2 separate regions of the Gossypium hirsutum genome follow, and region 2 is linked to region 1. The links are chromatin contacts, called in public Hi-C maps. All regions are on one chromosome and are shown on one strand. Each heading gives the region's core, a stretch centred on a gene start, on an enhancer-like site or on the middle of the called end of the contact. The rest is flanking DNA. Distances are from core to core; before and after follow the strand shown.

Evidence for each region. Hi-C and Micro-C count contacts between places; a contact is called where the count stands out from the background.
Region 2: a Hi-C map of leaf shows a contact between it and region 1, with 2.3 times the contacts expected there. The contact joins the promoter of LOC107891281 here to the promoter of LOC107891187 in region 1. A contact is called at or near these places in 5 of 34 Hi-C or Micro-C datasets (leaf and seedling).

Annotation. Positions count from the first base shown.
Region 1 is chrA11:92,456,171-92,463,213 of Gossypium_hirsutum_v2.1, reverse strand. It overlaps LOC107891187 (probable polyribonucleotide nucleotidyltransferase 1, chloroplastic), which reads right to left and starts at 5,309. Exons shown (of 25, transcript XR_001682143.2): 1 at 4,795-5,309; 2 at 4,218-4,286; 3 at 3,949-4,055; 4 at 3,815-3,857; 5 at 3,237-3,320; 6 at 1,485-1,549; 7 at 1,225-1,381.
Region 2 is chrA11:93,056,747-93,064,066 of Gossypium_hirsutum_v2.1, reverse strand. It overlaps LOC107891281 (cationic amino acid transporter 4, vacuolar), which reads left to right and starts at 1,381. Exons shown (of 14, transcript XM_016816038.2): 1 at 1,381-1,750; 2 at 2,144-2,345; 3 at 2,442-2,526; 4 at 2,620-2,760; 5 at 2,839-2,957; 6 at 3,049-3,145; 7 at 3,617-3,789; 8 at 3,901-3,967; 9 at 4,090-4,248; 10 at 4,348-4,609; 11 at 4,933-5,041; 12 at 5,509-5,621; 13 at 5,704-5,779; 14 at 5,882-6,313. The coding sequence starts at 1,591. The coding sequence ends at 6,038. LOC107891302 (BTB/POZ and MATH domain-containing protein 4) reads left to right here. Exons shown (of 4, transcript XM_016816055.2): 4 at 1-153.

The DNA of each region.
Region 1 (7,043 bases), core at 4,060-6,559:
TCCGTCCTTGACCATTCACCTTTTGAAAACTGTTAGGAATAGGGATTGGTTTATGATCCGTCCTTGACCATTCACCTTTTTTCTTGGTTTATATCTATGTACCTCATAACATTCAATTATTGATGAGCACAGGTCCATTACTAAATAGAAAAATTTAGAAACTGATAAGTCAGCTCATAACATTCAATTATTGATGAGCACAGGCTCCATTACTAAATAGAAAAATTTAGAAACTGATAAGTCAGCTCCACATCTATGAATCTGTTATGTGTGTCTATTGAATGATGATCTTGTAAGTGCTAACCTGTCCTCGACTCAACTCTCAAGTTTGGATCACAAGTGCAACTTATCCAATAATAAACCTAGTACAAGAAATTTCTTGGTCATTAGAAAAGATAATAACTTCAAGGGTAACATTTACCCACATCATTGCATACAACTAGGGAATGTCTTTGCACATAAATTATTGTTTTTTTCAGTTGCCTCTCTTGTTTGTGAAATCCTTGATCTTTTCTATCACATCACCTAAGAAATAAGGCTACATACTATACTCCATCTGATGACATTTAAGCCATGTACACTTTCTCATTCTACTGTAAACTTATTTTATAATGTTTTCAATTACAGTTTCTTGGACTTTGAAGATGCTCAATTGAATCCCAAACGAAATAACTCGCAGAAGCACAACTGCTTAACAATTAAACCATAAGCCCCATATAATCATGGTATAAAATTAAGGAGATAGCAACAAAACAGGTAGAGGAAAACACGAGCACTTCTACCATGAGCTTCATCTTAGAAAAACTCTTACTAAAATATCTAAGGATTTACCAATATTTCTTAGAAATATTAGAAATATTGGTAAATCCTTAGATATTTTGGTAAAAGCTTTTCTTAAGCTTTTTTTTGTGGAGCTCACCCTAGAATTTCCCAGGAAAACACACCAAATTTCATGTTTCTTAACTTGAAATTCCTTATATGACAGTTAGAACAGGCTTCAACATCCAACAAATGAGGTAAAGTTAACAGGAGATGATTTAGATGGAATCATGCTAACAGTGCACACACCAATCAAAATATTTCCATGAGCAAACGATAAAAGGAAAAACAAAAACAAAGATCCTTTAGAAAAGAACAAAATCAGCAGCCATGTGTTCTAGTAACTGGTAAAAGTTCATCATAATCCTTTATATCCTAATACAAAGAATTAGGATTGAAATTAACCTCTATCATTAATATAGCATTATCCGTGCCTGCCAAAAATAGGTCTAGTGTTGAGTCTTCCATCTCCTTTGTCGTTGGATTTACAACAAATTTATCACCAAGTAAACCAACTCGAACTCCTGCGATAGCTTCTGAGTGTGGCACTTCAGAGAGCGCTCTGTGGCATTGGTGAGTATATTGAACAACATCGTCTCAAAAGTTACTATACATATAAAAAGGCCACATATGCAAGGAAGACCAAAAACTATAATAACCCTTACACAGCTATACCGGCTGCAGTAACTGCTAAAGCATCTGGACAGTGTAAACCATCATAACTCAAAACCTGAAAGAAAAAATGCAATTTAGACATGAACCAAGAAATGAAATGTATACAAGTCACGTGTAACTAATGCCTCAAATCCTAGAAAGCAAGCATCAATAATAGAGCATAGGGAACAGAGAGAAGCACGTCATCCACAACATATTGGTCACAATTACCCTCAGCAGATAATCTGCTCTTATGGGAAACAAAATCCTCAAGTGTATGTCACTTTTGCATAAATATTACAATATATACTTACACAGAATGCAAGTCCCTAAATGAAATTATGTACATAATCTTTTAGAACAATAATCAAACAAAGACAACATCAGTATTCAAAACATCTGCCAATAGTAACTGCTTTCCAACTATGGATAGTGCAAGGACATTGTGGACATGCATCTTTTAGGGCCCCTTTGGATGGGCAGTGCGTTTACTTAAGGTTAGTGTAAAAATAGCGGTGGCGACGAGATTAGATACTGTAGTGTGAGACAAAAAGAAAGCTAAACAAACCGCACTGGAGGTAAACACCCACCTAAAGGGGCCCTTAATTATTAAGATGAAGGTTAGAGAGAGGATCAGCCAACCATGTAGTTCAGTTGACAAAGCAAACATCCCTCTACAGAGGGAAAATCCAGGAGAAGGAAACAGGGAAGTAAGTTCTCCAAGAAATATTTACCTAATGTTGCTCCCTCTGTAACCAAATTACAGTCTCTCCATTGACCAATGAAGCATGGATGCATTGACATTGAGGGAAGAGAATGAACCGGGAATTAAGTTCTCCAGGAACGATTACCTAGCACTGCTCCCTTTTACAAAAGAATAGTCTCTTTCTTGACCTAGGAAGCATGGGCACAGCAACATGGGAATTTCTATAAAATTCTTGACATTGTCCTATTTTTTTTGGCATGTCGTTATCTGTGCAACACGTATCCGGCCATGTCATATGCCCGTCTCAGACACATGTACAAGACTAGCATGCAATGGTGAATGATGTCTCCATGTTTCACATCCTTTGACCAGGTACAAAATCTAATGAAATTGCATATTACTGCACTCATGTGACATATTGTTTAGTTTTGGTGTTTTTATCAACAAAAAAGATGGCATGCATGCTAATATTTCCACAAAGGAAAAATTAAAGAACAAATAAATAACAATGACATGTTCCAAGTTGTGTGAAAGGGTAATGCATGTAGATGATTTGCATTTGAGTAACAAGTTGTGCTCTACACAAAAGCATAATCATATTGTAAAATTTCAAATCATGGTCAAGCTTCCGGGTCAGGCACTTTCTGTAAACCCAAAAAACAACTAATGAACAAGGATGCAGTCCTTCAAATTAAACAGAAATCAGAAAAAAAGAAAAAAAAAACAGCCAAAAAACGAAGCAGCTTATCAAGCATGGAAAACAAAAGGGTTGGTTACCTCTCATTTTAGCTAACATTTGAAACAATATGAAATAATTATTATTTAGACATTGCAGATAATTAGGCTTTGAAACCTTATCGTGTAGATTTAAAACAACTGCATAGATAAAGTTCACTTATTTTCTACACCATCATGTGTTTAAGAATCACCACAGTATCAAATTTTAGAAAATGAATTTTCACCGAAAAATTCAAAATATAAGTCAAAATTACATAAAATTCAACAGACGCTGGCTAAAAGAAAAACAATCATGTGAAGAAAAAGAAATAAGGTTTACCCAAGATAGTAACTGAGTTTCATGGTAGAATCCCTTAAGCATAGTTGGGCGCAATGGCCTATCAATCATCCGACAAATAAGAACCTACAAATAACAAAAGAAAAAAGAATAGATAAATGACACATTAAAAGGCATTTGCATCAGTGACTCATGAAGACATGGAAGCCATAAAATAACAAAAAAAAACAACTGCAGCCTTCAGTAAGTTACTAAAGAAAATAGCTCCTCAAACACCAAGTGCTGAGCCAAATTGAACTACTCATATTGTCCTAGGATTGTCAAATTTAAATACTTATTTTTAAGAAAACTGAAACAGGAAAGTTACATATAAAAGTGGTCAAACTAATAGTCTGCCTAGTGGAGTCTCTTACTTTTTAAAGGTAACTATGAAAGAGTAATAAGGGAAACTGAAGCATTAATATACTGACTATTAGAACAAGGACATTTTAGTTGCGACAATTTACAATGATAAAGTGATGAAATGATAGGATGGATGGAGCATGTCCATGGTTCCAAGAATTCTTCATACGTCAACTAGGTCTAAAAATTTTCCATGCTTGGATAGCAGTGATTAGTACCTCATTGTCCTTTGTCTTCCCTTCGCGTTTAAAGAAACCACCACTGAAGCAATAGAAAAAAGTTTAAGCATGATATACATAAGTTCATTTCAAGTAATTAATTAAACTAATACATAGGTTGGAAAAAGACACACCTAGTCCGACCTGCTGCCGAAAATCGTTCTTGATATGTAACACTAAGCGGGAAAAAATCAGAAGGCTCACTTGGGACATCTGACAAACAAACAGATGTGTATACAATCTACAAAAAAAAAATAATAATAATAATAACAAAAATAATAAACCCTACTATTTCTTTTGATATATGAAATATACATATATAATATACAAATCTAAATGCAATGAATTTTAATATTTTTTCATAGGAACACATTACTCATCCACGGAAGGAATTAACACTTACTGTTTCTCCATCAGTTGCCATCACAGAACCACTAGCTTGCCTCCCTATATGACCTGTCTCAATCAGAATCTGCAATAAGCAACAAAATTACTTATGCATTCAGCAAATAACATCAGGTTGAGTTCAGTATTCGCCTGATTATCATCATGAAACACAACAAGTAACAACACCAAAACAAAACTAGCATTTCAACTAACCCAAAGCGCAAAAGCTGAGCAAGAAAAGAAATGCAGAAAAATGTATGGCCGCTACTTTCTAAGAGAAAACTGCCTATATATGTCCCAACTATTGCATTAGCAACTACTTAGCATACACTCATTTCCTAAACATTTCCATTATCAAGTTCCCGTAACACATTATGTTAAATTTGCTCAGATTTTTTTTCGCAAAGCCAATGGTAAAAAGGCTACATTCAATCAAAAGCAAGCACCTTTTAAATAGTTAAAATATTTAGATAACAAAATTCATGGTTCTAAATTTAAGTTGTAAATCACTTGAAGAATTTGTTTTTACTTTGTACTCCATCTACGACTAAATTTTGGTATTAGGAGTAAAATAATAAGTTCCCTCAGCTTACCTCTCTATCTCCAAAGGGAATTTTGACAGAAACAGGTGGCAGTAAACCAGAACCACCAGCACCAGCTCCCCCGGCAGCAGCAGCAACAGACTCGGAAACTTCCGGCTCGGCCAAAGCTTTAACGGCAAAGCGGTTACATCTGACGCCATCTCGCGATAAAAGCAGTGAGAGAGAGCAAAACTTAGAGGTTTTTTTGGGACTAAGAAAGCGAGGGCGATTTGGAAAAGATGAAAGAAGTTTGCAACGGCCGGAGAAAGCGAAATGCGAAGGTTGAGCATAACACGCCGTGCTTCGTACGCCGCTAGGGTTTGCCAGCATTTCGTTTTTTTTTTCCTTTTTTTTTTTTTTTGAAGTTTCAGAGCTTGGAGAGGGAGAAAAGAAGAAAAAAGAGAAGGTTTATCCGTTTCCAAGGCGCGCTACGGGTAAAGAGAGTGGAAGGGAACGGAGATGACGTAGTTTGGGCTCATAATGGATATTGATTCAATGGGCCTATCTATATTACCCATTCGTCCGTCAATTACGGGCTTCTAATTTTCAATGAATTTAATGAGTCCTTACGTGAATCCCTTTTAACGTTAAAAATCCACTTGTTTATTATCAAATTGGCTAAATTGAATTTGGTCCCTTAACTTGTCACCTTCTCCCGAATTTCAAATTGGTACTTGCAGGTTCATTCCGTCAATTAATTTAGTACTTTTTATGAAACACGGTATAAAGTCAGAAATTTTGGACCTAGTAAAGAGATTACGAGCTATTCGTAGAAGTGTTATACTATTAAGTTTCGTACGGGATGTAACCCTTATGCCACATAATGGCTGTAGACCCTAAAAAAAGACGTGTGTAGAAATAAACACTAAAGAGATTTCAAGAGAAATAAATGATTCAATGATCTGATCAAATAAAATAATATTACTATGGTTCGAGAGAAAGTAAAAGTCTCTACTTCGACTCGGACACGACAGTGGAAGTGTATTGAATCAAGAACAGATAGTAAGCGCCTTTATTATGGACGCTTTATTCTGTCTCCACTTATGAAAGGCCAAGCCGACACAATAGGCATTGCGATACGAAGAGCTTTGCTTGGAGAACTAGAAGGAACATGCATTACACGTGCAAAATCTGAGAAAATACCCCACGAATATTCTACCATAGTAGGTATTCAAGAATCAGTCCATGAAATTTTAATGAATTTGAAAGAAATTGTATTGAGAGGGAATTTGAAAGAAATTAAATCCTTTTAGAACTCTTATATATATAAAAAAACAATATTCTTTAAGGGTTATTTTATTTCTAATTAATTAAATTAATATGAGGTAAATAATAAATAAATGAGTTTAGTCCTTATAGAATCCTCAAATGAAGAAGTTAAATTCTAAAAGAACTCTCACTTGACTAATTGGCACTATAAAAACAGGTTACCTCCAAACCTTTAACACACATTAACAAGTTCAAGAAGTTCAGAAATCATCTGTAGAAATCTTTGAAGAAATTTTGATGAACAACATATTAGTTCTGAACAAAAGCTACCTTCCAATCCAAGTTCAACCAAGAAGAGGACCAAAAGTTGTTTTTGAAAAAAGTTGCCTTTTGATCCATTTCAACTAATAGAAAGGAGACTAAACTTTTTTTTCAAGATCAAGCCTAAAAGGCCTTTGAAGCAGAATCTTCCATCCAATATTGAATCTAGACAACACTTAGGTCAAAACTCTCCTCAATTCAATTGCATCAACGTAAAAAATATAAAACCCATTTTCAAGATAAGGTTCGATGACTCAAGACAAACTCAACCATCTAAGATCAAGTCTGGATGATCTTTCCATCCAAACTCTCTCCAAACCTCTTTTTAAGATCAAATCTTGACAACTCATGAATCCAAATGAAATTAATTTTTCAAGCAAGTATCTCGCCTTCAAGATCAAGTTTCGACAATCCTTGAATCAATGCTCTATCAAAGAGAAGAACCAAATGAGATTTTTTTTTTTGCAATCAAGAAATATTCGACTTGAAATTTGTGGGTCCACACTGTTTAACTTGGGATAGGTGACATTCTTGTATTTTGAAACATGGAATGATAATATTGTATATATAATTTAAAGAAAAAAATTTTAAAAATTAGAAAAATAGAAGAGATTAAAAATATAAAAATAATTTAAAATTTAAAATAATATGTTTTTAAATTCTAAAGTACAATATATATGTATAAAAATTTCAAATCTAAAAATTTAAACTTTCTTTTCATTTTCAAATTT
Region 2 (7,320 bases), core at 132-2,631, 600 kb before region 1:
GAAAAACTATTAATTAGCGAGGAAAACATTTGCCTTGGCCTCTTTTTATCTCTATCTTATGAATGTTTCTTTTTTCTTTTAATGTTTTCATGTTGTTGTATTGTATGTTGTGTCTGTGACTAAGTTACCTTTGCAATGTACTTATGTTGGGCACATGCTACAGTATAATTTGCTCTTTAGGTTTGTATAAAAATATTAAATAAATAATCTTAAAAAAGAAAACAAAAAATCCATTGAAAATCATGTTTACCAACCATAAAGTATTACTGTATGTAAATATATGCGTGTTGATTCTCATGTTGTCGCTTGTAAGAACCTAGACGGATTCAGTGATTAGGTTCAGAAAGCAGCTCTTTTATTCTTTCCTTTAAAACAAGAAAATCCTTTGAAGCGATTGATTGGATCTTTGGCTAAAGTATTTTATAGGCCTCACTTTCACTTTTGTAATTTTATATACAAACAAACTATACATGATAGAAGGCTTGATGTTTTCCAATTTTAAAAGCTTAAATTTTACTTTTTTTTTTTTAATTTTAAAAGTTGTATCCAAACTGTAAGTACTAGTTTCTTGCATAGAATATTTTAGGTGTCGAATAATGATGATCCAAAAAATAATTTGGAGTCACGAGTCAATTAGATAATGATGAGTTTACTTTTATTTTATAAAGTAAATTATAATATTTTGAAAATATTTTTGTTATTTTATATATTTTATATTGAAAAATAGAAATATGAATAAATATAATAAGATTTAAATTCAAACCCCAATATTTTTTAGTAATTATATTTTTATCATTTAACCAAAATTTCATATATTATTTTTATATATATTTTATAAATATATGTATTACATAATTTCTTTTTTCACTATGAAATAAGCCAAAATATAATTTCAATTATATATATTACATATATATATATCAAATTATGCGATACATAACAGATTATGTGTTTCATTACATAAGCATGTAGTTTTCACTTTCACATTCCTCAATTACCAGTATTAGTAATATATATATATTTCATATTAATATAATAAAAAGTACTCAAAAATATATATAGTAAATTTTTTTATAGATAAAATAAAAATAAATTGTTTTAACTTTATAAAAAAAGATATCATATATTTATTTATTCTGTAATTAAAAATTAGTTATCATTAAGTATCAATACTTAAAAAGGCTATTTCATAATTATTTTGATGGAGTTGTACAATATTAAATTGTGAATGGTATTTCAACAAGAAGAAAATTGTAATTGACAAAAAAAAAAAAAACAAAAATTTAACTGATGTTATCGCATTAATGCTGTTTTAATGGTTTCTTTGTTTAGATTGGATGGGGATATAAATATGAAGACTCTTTTACACGTAACCACGACGTGTTCGCCCCATATTTAGACCAAAGCTGTTATCTCTCTGCCTCTCAGTTATCTCCAAAAAGTCAAAAACCTTTCTTCTTTCTAATTCTTTAACATTATTTGTCATATGGGTTTCCTGTAAATTCATCAAAAGCTCTTTCTTTTTATTCTCTACTAATAAAATTTTCACCCAACAAAACAGGAAGTAAACAAAAGGAATTTTTTTGAAGTATGATTGTTAGTATGCAAGACAAGGGTGAAGCACTACTTTCAAAGTGTTCAAAGGGTTTCAAAAGCTTAGTTAGAAGAAAACAAGTTGATTCGGTCCATGTAAGGAGAGAAGGTCACCAATTAGCCAGGAAACTAACTGCTCTTGACCTCACTGCCATTGGTATTCCTGCTATTAATTTGCTTCAATTTGTACTTCTGCTATTTGGGTTTATTTTATTTTATTTTTTGTTCATCTTATCTCATATTTTCATTTGATATATATATATATTCTGGTTTTATAGGCATTTCAGTTTATTCCTGTGCTCTCCTGTTTTATTGGTTTTTGTTTTGAAGCAAAAGTGTTGGTTGTTTCTCTGAAAATTTGGTCTTTAGTGCAGTTTTAGTCATGGAGATGGAACCAGGGTGACTGAATACTGAGCTTGTTGAATGTGGGGGTGATGGGTGTTTGTTGGTTTTCTTTAAGGATTTTAATTCATGTTTGGAGCTATAGCGGTAGTCGTTTTAGATGTTTCATACACATTGACATTTGTTAAATGAATGTTGTATTAATCAGGAGTAGGGACAACCATTGGAGCTGGGGTATATGTTCTTGTTGGAACAGTTGCTAGAGAGCACACAGGACCTGCTCTTACTGTTTCATTTCTCATTGCCGGACTAGCTGCCGCACTCTCCGCATTTTGTTATGCAGAGCTTGCTAGTCGTTGCCCATCTGCTGGGAGTGCATATCATTATACCTATATATGCATAGGGGAAAGGTAAACTAAAATCATTGGATCATTTTATATTTTCCAGTTTTTCTATATAATTGCATCTGATTTCGGTTTGTAAGGTAAGAATGTGGTTACTTGCAGTGTTGCTTGGTTGATCGGTTGGTCTTTGATTCTAGAATACACAATTGGTGGTGCTGCTATTGCTGGTGGCATATCACCCAATATAGTGAGGATTTACTTCTAAAATTTTGGCATAATACTGTAATTTATTACCTCACTTGAGCGAATGTTGTAAGATCTTCATTGCTGTGTGTTTCAGGCCTTATTTTTGGGAGGTGAAGGTAATCTGCCTGCCTTTTTGGTTCGTCACACAATCCCTCAGCTCGGAGTTGTGGTGGATCCTTGTGCAGCCATTTTAGTTCTTATCGTCACGTTTCTGCTGTGTGCCGGAATAAAGGAGGTAGACTATTGGTTTTCTATCTGTTTTAGGTGTATCTAGTTTTTTGTAAATGCTTTCATTTAACACTTGATATTACAGAGTTCACTGGTACAAACAATTGTTACAACGGTGAATGTGTGTGCCATGCTTTTCATTATAGTAGCTGGTGGCTATTTGGCTTGCAAGACTGGATGGGTTGGTTATGAACTTCATGGCGGGTAGCTATAATGATTTTTTCTTCGACTTTGCACAGTTTTTTATTTTTGTATGCTTTACTCTCCTTTTTATGTTTTCCTTTCAAGTTTGCAGGTTTTTCCCCTTTGGGCTAAATGGGATGCTAGCAGGATCCGCTATTGTGTTTTTTTCATATATAGGCTTTGATGCAGTTACTGGTGCTGCTGAAGAGGTATTACCGGATTTTCATGATGCTCTCCTGCCATTATCTCTCTTTACCATAGATAAAATAAGCACCCAAAATACTAATATGTCCTTTTACATTGAGTCCATTCACATGGCTATCAAGGCACCTTATTATGATCTATTTTTGATATATATCCTTTTCCCCCTCTTCATGGCAGATAAAAAGACCTTTACGAGATTTACCATAGATAAAATAAGCACCCTAAATACTAATATGTCCTTTTACGTTGAGTTGATTCGCATGACTGACAAGCCACCTTATTATGATCTCTTTTTGATATGTATCCTTTTCCCCTTCTTCATGGAAGACAAAAAGACCTTTACGAGATTTACCATAGATAAAATAAGTACCCTAAGTACTAATATGTCCTTTTATGTTGAGTCGATTCGCATGGCTGACAAGCCACCTTATTATGATCTCTTTTTGATATATATCCTTTCCCCCTCTTCATGGCAGACAAAAAGACCTTTACGAGATTTACCGTTGGGCATAGGGATGACTTTGACACTGTGTTGTATTTTGTACATGCTCGTATCAGTTGTTATTGTCGGCTTAGTTCCATACTATGCATTGAATCCAGACACTCCTATCTCCTCAGCTTTTTCTGCCAACGGAATGCAGTGGGCTGCGTAAGCATTGTATTCTTTTGGTAGTTCATGGTGTTGTTTCATTCTTTAAGTTTTAAGGCCTGCGCTCCAAAACTTACTTTCGAACTCCATGTTCGGTTTTTATACTTGTAGATACATAGTCACAGCTGGGGCAGTTACTGCTCTCTGTGCAAGTTTGATGGGTTCACTTCTTCCTCAGGTAAGTTGATATTTACTTAGAATTAGTAATTCTGGTTCATCCTTCTATTGCTGCTTAACTGGTTCTAAATTTGCACGAGGATGGGGTATTGTACATGTTTGACTTTATGCATATTTCTTCAGCCACGACTCTTGATGGCAATGGCCAGGGATGGATTATTACCTGCATTCTTTTCTGACATCAGTACACGCACCCATGTTCCAGTAAAGAGCACAGTGACAACCGGTATGCTTGCTGCAGTATTGGCTTTTTTTATGGATGTTTCGGAATTGTCCGGGATGGTAAGTTGTTTCATACCAATTAACTATGAAGTACAAAAGTTTGTGGCGAAGAATGTATGTCTGTTAAGCATAAGATGCTTTTTTCTATCTCTGGTGCAGGTTAGTGTTGGTACTCTGCTTGCATTCACTGTTGTTGCAATTTCGATCTTAATACTCAGATATGCTCCTCCAGAAGAGGTGCCACTTCCATCATCTCTTCAACAGTTCATTGATTCAGTGAGGAAGCAACTTGATGATGATAGTCAGTCGATGGAAAGAAAAGAATTTAATGATGTTGATATTGTCGAGCAAAGTCCAAGTCAGTCAGATCATGGGGAGGCTTCAATTCAGTATCCTCTTATTGAAAAGCAATTCTCTGAAGGTAATCAAGGTATACAAGTTCATTCAGATGGCAGTGTGCAGAATGAATGAAATTACGCAAAGAAATGCAACAATTTAACTATAGCTTATATTTGTTAATAAAGGAGGCCTTGGATCCCTTCTGTATTGACCTCTCATAGTCAAAGAAGTAAAACGTACTCGTACATCCTTCTTATTATCTAGAATCTGCCCGTTTTTGTTGCTTTTGCTTTCAGAATTAGCATAGCCTATATCATTAATGAAAAATGCATTTGTTTACCATGTGACCGCATGTAGTTTTCATTTTCTCTAATGATAGCATTTTTTCTTCACATTCCTTTACAGATAAACAAAATCCGCAGAGACGGAGGAACATTGCAGTTTGGAATATAGCCCTTTTCTGCATAGGTGTTCTTGTTCTTACATCTGCAGCTTCTGCTGAATACCTTCCAAGGTTTGTCAACTTTTTCGAAGTCTTTCTACTTTAGTTTCTTCATCTGGTGCTTGTAAATCTCATTCTCAAGAAAGCTGCCCTTCCCTAAATTTTGCATTGTTAAGTATGCACATGCCGACTAATTGACTTGTTAAGGCCTTTTAGCTCTTGTAGTAGGGACACATCTCACTCATGTAAGCTCAAATGCTTGCTTGGGTGCATTATGGTGGGGAAGGGAAGGGGTTTCTTTATTTGCATGGATAGTCTAAAGAAAAATGAGATGCCTTCATGTGGAGGATGTAATTTAATGAGAAACATGAATTGAGCTGTTTCAGACTGATGGGACATGAGCTTAATGTCCTCAAGGCGGATAGACTGAGAATCTCATATCATATTTCTTTGGAATGTGGAATGACAAAGCATGATTATATCATAGTTTATAAGTCAAACATTCTTATGCTTTTAATTGTCCTGTTGGGCTGTGTCAGCCTTGTTCGTTTCAGTTTGGGCACAGTCGGTGCAGCGATCCTGTTGTGCAGTTTGGTTGTTCTTGCATGTTTAAACCAGGATGAAGCTAGGCACAGCTTCGGGCACACAGGAGGTATGTTCAAGTTTTTATGCAATAAACATCGATGAGATTTCGGTTTGAAACATAATATCCGTCATCTGTCATATGTTTACAGGTTTCCTTTGCCCGTTTGTTCCGTTTTTACCAGCAGCTTGCATTTTGATCAACGCATATTTACTAATGAGTCTTGGGTGAGTAATCAACCATGAACCTTCTCTTCCTTTTGCTGAAATCAACCGACAGATGCATTCTATCAAATACTTTTGATAACCCCATTTGGTTCTGTGAAACAGAGTTGGGACATGGATCCGGGTTTCGATCTGGCTGATTATGGGGGCATTGGTTTACATATCTTATGGGTGGCGCCACAGCTCCCTCACAAATGCAGTGTATGTTCCTATGGCATATCTCGACCACATTTACCGTGCATCGTCAAGTCATCAAGTTTGAACTCTGAACTTGTGGGGGAGGCATCGGTTGTCTTTAAGCATCTGCCATTTTTTAACAACAAAGATGCTTTACTTCAATGTATTATTCTTATTGTATATTTCTGAATCCTTGATCTTGCTGTATGGCGAAGAAGACGAGCAATACAATCAATCATGACTTTTTCATTTTTTTTAAAATATAAGCACATATCTCTCCAAATGGGGAAGACTAAAAAATGAAAATACTGTTGTGGGGAACTGTATAAAAGCCTTTTTAATCTCATCAAAACTTGTTTATATGTGTTGTCTAACTGATATTTTGTTTTAGTTGGAAGAATTTGAAATGATGAGTGTAATATTTCTAATTATTTCCAGGCAAATCCATTTAATGAGAATATCTTCACTTTTTCCATTTATAATGTCTTCTTATACTATTTTTATTCATAAGTACATTGATGATATAAAATATATTGTGATGTGAAATGTCATCATAATTGGATACATTACTACTCAGAGCTCTCCACATCTTTGGACCACTCTGATATTCACTATTTTCTTCTAAATTATGCTTAACTCTTTCTTTCAGATAAGATTTAAGTTCACATATTCTAAATTTTTCTCTATTTATTTTTTTGATAAATTTGTATTTAATTATCTAAAGAAACATCATGGCACTAATAGATTAATATTATTTATGTACATTCATCTGTTTCTTTTGATACAAAACCTAGAATTATTGAAAACTTTTCATGCACTTCAGTCCACTCCAACCTATATCCTCCTGCACTAGCAACAATATCAACACTAATCAAGTTAAGAATCAATTAGTTTTATCTTTATTTTATTAAATTAACAATAAATGTTAAATTTAATAATGAATAATATAGTTAATTATTGAGTCGAATAATTAATTTGATTACAACTTCTAACATTTTTCTTTTATGAATTCAGTCTTCTAAATACTTTATAAAGTATTTATTCAAAAGAATAGCTAACAGATTCCCTCATTTAAATAAAAACTCTCCTTCAAATCACTATCATATTGAATTTGTCACCTTTTGCCGAACCTCAAAAGATGCTTCCAAAGTCCTTTTTCTTTCAGTTCACTGCTTCCTTCCATATACTACTATCAACACCAAGTTTTTTCAAATAAATAAATAAAAGATTAAAGTTGCAGGTTATACTTTGTTCTGTGATTGCCTCCAAATCGATGTGAATGGTATTCCTCCGTAAGTGTTGAATCTTTAAATATTCGACTATTTAATTGATAAAATATAAATTTATTTCTGATAACTAGATTATTG